Linked DNA regions of Capsicum annuum: region 2 is linked to region 1. A link is a contact called in public Hi-C data. All regions are on one chromosome and are shown on one strand. Each heading gives the region's core, a stretch centred on a gene start, on an enhancer-like site or on the middle of the called end of the contact. The rest is flanking DNA. Distances are from core to core; before and after follow the strand shown. Region 1 holds the start of LOC107863993 (peptide chain release factor APG3, chloroplastic). Region 2 holds the start of LOC107863991 (zinc finger CCCH domain-containing protein 32).

Region 1 (2,751 bases), core at 130-2,629:
TTGAAAATCCTATCCGTTATTATCTTATAAACTCGTGTACATCATAAAGTGGCTGTAGAGTAAGTGTATACTATTCTTGTCCGTCACTATCATTTTGGGGCGTGACATGTTCTTTAATGGTGTTGATGGAGGAAAATGAAAAAAATTGAAGAAGAGTGTTGATGAAAAATGAATTTGAGGTTGTTAATGGAAGAATTTGAGTGTTGTGGATGTTTTGGAGAAGAAAGAATAAAAAGTGTTCAATAGAGAATTTTTTTAAATTTAATGTCTTTGTGGTTGTTCTTTGATGGTGTTAATGGAGGAAAATGAAAAAAATTGAAGAAGAGTGTTGATGGAGAATGAATTTGAGGTTGTTAATGGAGTAATTTGCGTATTGTTGATATTTTGGAGAAGAAAGAATAAAAGGTGTCTATTTTAAATTTTTTTTATTATATTTAAATATAATATTAGTGTATTTTTTTAATATAAATATATGCATTTTTTTCTTTAAATAAATATTTAAAAGAAATTAGATCGACAAAAAAAATGAGTTTTAACGCGCCCAACGACGCTTGTTTACACGCAAGCAGTTAAGGGGGGATTTTAATACGCTTTAAAGATGTTAAGGGGGCAAATAAACGGAACTTAAGTTTAAGTGTTAAAGTGAGTTGGGAGGACAAGTTCGCGGGGGGAGGAATGTCTTTTCTCTTAAATCAATAACAACCAAAACCCCTCAACCCAATTTCAAACCCACAATTTAAATCACATGAAAATCCATCAATTAAATGTCATAATGTAAAATTAAAGTTTGGAGAAGAGATACATGCTTGAAACACACGAGAATTTCTAATCAATTTGGAGTCTGGAGCCCGCATGATGAATGCACAGTGAAACTCTTGAATGTTCTTAAATTTTGTGTTTTGAGAGTGAAATATGGGGATTTGATCTTTGAAAATGGATAGGAATGAGACTACTTATATGTTTAAAAGTCGTGAATAAAGATGAAAATACCAAAAACCTCTAACCCCAAGTAAATAAAAACAAAACTGCATGGAATTTTCACCTTGACGTGGCACGCCAATATCGCAGAGGTTATCCTCCGTACTATGCCAATATAGCAGAGGATAACCTCCGTGACGCGATGATAATGCGGAGGCTCACTGCCTTGAAGTTTCAAAATTGCCCCCAATCCTTTTCGAAAATTCCTAAATCTTCTCAAATTACCTTTTAACATCCCTAAATACAATTCAAAGATCAAAAATAAAATGATAAAATTTTTAAGAATATTACATGTAACTTGCAATGAATAATTTAATAAGTATATATAAGATAATTTTCACGAATAGAAATTTTGGTTGTAGTTTTTAGGTAGTTTTTCTTAAAGCTACTGAGTCATGTCCACAATCAATACTTGGGCTGTGGGCTACTGGACTCCCTTTGTCTCCTATAAGTCTGTGCAGGTCCAAATATCCATTTCCTCTACGCTATATTCCCGGGTTTCTCTCCAAGGAACTCTGTTATCCATTCAATCTTACACAGCGCCAAAGTGTTCCAACACACCATGAATACTACTCTAGCTAATACAGGCTTCGCCGTCGCCGGAATCTCCACCGCCTCTTCAATACGACGACGTTGTGGAGGACGATCAGCTTTCATTCTACCTCCCTCCAACCGAAGAAGAATCATCTGCATGGCGGTCCGTACTATTTTACGAATACCTATCTATTTTAACCCACAAAATCAATACAGCGATAGAGCAAATAATTAGAATGAAGACAATATACAAACTATATATTATCCCTTGCAATTCGTTTTATCCTATTGTATTGTTTTGGTCACTTCTTTCTTAAGTATGCTTTACTATTTTGAATGTTTTTTAAGTCAAAATAGCTTTTAAACACTTTCAAGTGTCTGAGTAAAACAAAAAAGTGTTTTTAAGCACTTATATTTAAGCTAAAAAGGTAAAATTAAGCCAAAAGTCGAGATAGTCTCTCCGTCACCCAAGGTAGGGGTAAAGCTGACGTATATGCTACCCACCCTCATCAGACCTCACTCGTGGGACTACACGGGCTATATTGTTAATGTAGAATGAAAGTCAAAACGAAGAACAAAAAATAAAAGAATATTTTCTATATTTTTGTTATCAGTAATACATGTATGCTAATGGATGTAAATTTTGGAATTCATTTTTAGTGAATAATCATACTGCAATTGAAAATTGCAGTTTTGAGGTTTTGTGATGTAAATTGTAATCATTTTTAATGCTGATTGTGGTATATTGCAGGAACCTTATCTGATTACAAAACTTGAATCAGCTGAGAAAACATGGAAAGAATTGTCGGTAAGCATCTTATTGATTCCTATGCTTTTTGAACTTCGAAGAATTTATTATTTTCATTTTGAATTTTCAGTTCTGTTTACTCTCCTTCTGGATTTGCAAAGTGAAAATTAGTTTTCCTTAAAAGGATCAATAGGTTTACAGGATAAACCTAACATTTGTTTAAAGGTTTAATACATAACCAGCTCCTTAAAGTTGTTAGGATATTCCACTTAAACACTCGAACTAAGTCTATGTTTCAACTGAACACCTTAACTCCTAATAAAATGTTTAACTAGATATTTTCAGTTCAAGTTTTGAAAATCTTTCGCTTGTGTTCTCATTCGTCTATTAGGTTGTTAAATTAACCTCATAAAATATGTCATTTCTATGCATTCGCCTCAATAAGCTAATAAAACCTCAGGCATTTTTTTACTTGAGGTTGATGCATACAG
Region 2 (2,751 bases), core at 94-2,593, 150 kb before region 1:
TGCTATTTCCAATAGACCCTCGGCTCAAGGGAAAAAACAGTCCAAAGCAGTACAGAAAAAGAAAATTGAAATGAAGAAACCATGACAAAACACTATCAACCTGACAAATCATCCATCAATACATATACAAGAAAGGGGAACAACTAGCTTAACATCAACCACCAAACCCTTCATATTGGACTTTTCTATCAATCAGGCCAATGTAAAAGGAATTAGCTTAACATGAACCACCTAACCCCTGATAGTGTACTCTTCAACAACGTGAATCCAAATTAGTCAGGCCATTATAAAAAGGAATTAGCTTTAAATGAACCACTTATAATGTACTTTTCTACGGCATGAATCCAGATTAATGGGTCATTATAAAAAGGAATTAGCTTAACATGAGCCACCTAACCTCCAATAGCGTACTTGCTATCGTGTAAATCCAGATTAATAGGGACAGCCTAAAAGGAAACAGCTTAACATGAACCACCTAACCCCTGATAGTGTACTTTCCACAGCGTGAATCTAGATTAGTCAGGCCAGTGTAAAATGAAGTAGCTTTAACATAAACCACCTAAACCCGATAGTTCCAGAACGTGAATCCAGATTAGTCGAGCCGGTATAAAAAAAAGGAACTTACATAGGTGCGATCGCTAGGATGATTAAAGCGACAATTTGCACCGTATCCACAGGACCCAGTTCTCATATAATACGAACAGTCAGGTACACCAGGCCTTTCTGGGTAAATTTCCCTTCCAAATAACCCCAACTTCTGCATTGATCCTACATTATTACAAAAAATAATAATAATAATAAACATCAACACCACCAAAAACCCTAGAAAAAACAAAATAAAACCCACATTACATATAATGTAAAAATGAAAAGAAAAAATAGAACAAGCTCTTAAATTCAAAAATAACAATAATAATAAACAGCATCAAGACCCGTTTCAGGCTCCACTGCAACCCATTCAGATTGATGATCGGATTGTGACCCGTTACTCCCTGTAGACCGTCCGTACAGCTCCATTTTTCTTGGTGATTTCTAGGTTTTCTTCTTCTTCTTCTTCTACACAATATTCATAGGATCAAAACAAAACAAAAATAAAAGGACAAAAGAAAGAAAAAAAAAAAGAATGAGGAAGTAAGGGAAAGTGGAAATAGAAAAGAGAGAGTACTGCTATGTAGAGACATTAATGTTTAGTTACATACAGTATATGCAATAAGATGGGAGAAAGAGGGTACGAGACACCAAAGAGAAAATGCCAAGTGTGATTAGAGAGAAACAGTCTTTTGGTGTCACTAAGGTTTCGTTTATACAAAACACACTACTGTCCGTACAGTGTGCATGCTCCGAATTTCCGCACTTCTTTGTCAACTTAATTTATTATTAAGTATTTTTATGTCATGTAGCTTAGTTTAATTAATCAAATTAAAAATAAAGGGATATTATTGAATTTTTTTTCATCTTTTAAAAATATGTGCAGTTATTTAAATCTTGTAATCTTAGAAGCTACGTTGATTGACTCATTTTAAGTGTTTTAAAGTCAAAATAGTTTTTAATTATTTTTATAGCATTTGAGTAAAATAAAAGTTCTCAAATTGACTTATTTTAAGTGTTTTTAAGCTAAACTAATTTTAAATACTTTTATAGTGTTTGAGTAAAATAAAACAAATACATCTTAACTTATGATTTTTTGTTTATAAGTGAAAAAACATAAGTCAATTCAAACAGACTCTTAAACTTATCAGGTTAGATATTAGAATTAAAAAATTACTAAATTTATGATTGAAGATTGTTCATTATTTTAAGTAGGAATGATTTAACAATTACTTATCAACAAATTTGCATTCTTGTACAAGCAAAAATACAAAAAACATAATAAGAAATTAGTACAATTCTAGCCATGAACGTATCCTAAAAAATGCACATCTTAATAATAATCAAATAGCAACATTTTTTCCTCAAACCAATTCATGGAAATACTATAGCAACCGACACTTGTTTCCTTGGAATTCGAAATTACTATGATGTCCTTCACATTCTTGTCTTTTTCTTTTCAGGTAATTATTCTAAATTTTGAACTGGTACACGTGTTAAAAAAACTTTATTTTACTTAAACAACGAAATAAAATAATTAATGAAGCTAGTAAATGTCCTACTACTAGCTGCCTATTTAGGTTATTAATTAAATTAATTGGGCTAGAGTACTTTGGCCTGTAGAATTTTCGTTGATCTAATAAATCGTCACGTCGTATAAAATTGGTAAAAGGACACTATCTTTTTAAAAAATAATAGCTCAATTATAGCCCAAGTTTGACATTTGAATAAATAATGTCCAGTCGGTTAAACAAATGTCATTTTATGGTCATTTTCTAATCTTTCCCAATTTGGATTATTTTAATCCACGTAGTCCATATACAGTCCATATACGATACTGATACAGTCTATATATAATACTAATACAATATTCAACTTGGGCAGTTAGGTCCTTTTTAAAATATTTAATTCTTTTTTTTACTATAAATTTTTAAATTGATCAAATATTCTGTTTTTTTAATTGTTTAGAAATAATAATTAAATTATATAAAAACGACATAATTATTAAATAGAATATGAATCTATATAAGATATATATATAGAAATTGTATAGTTCTATCAAATATGTATATGTACAATATATAGAAAGTGTATACAAATTATATAATTGTTGTATAAAACGTGTAAAAAAAAGTACAGTTATTATATAAATTATGTATCAAA

What was found. Hi-C and Micro-C count contacts between places; a contact is called where the count stands out from the background.
Region 2: a contact with region 1 is called in a Hi-C map of leaf, with 4 times the contacts expected there. The contact joins the promoter of LOC107863991 here to the promoter of LOC107863993 in region 1. A contact is called at or near these places in 4 of 5 Hi-C or Micro-C datasets (bud, leaf, pericarp and 1 more).

Annotation. Positions count from the first base shown.
Region 1 is chr3:32,435,990-32,438,740 of UCD10Xv1.1, reverse strand. LOC107863993 (peptide chain release factor APG3, chloroplastic) reads left to right here and starts at 1,379. Exons shown (of 15, transcript XM_016710225.2): 1 at 1,379-1,675; 2 at 2,264-2,320. The coding sequence starts at 1,541.
Region 2 is chr3:32,588,223-32,590,973 of UCD10Xv1.1, reverse strand. It overlaps LOC107863991 (zinc finger CCCH domain-containing protein 32), which reads right to left and starts at 1,343. Exons shown (of 8, transcript XM_016710224.2): 1 at 1,200-1,343; 2 at 933-1,056; 3 at 626-768. The coding sequence starts at 1,017.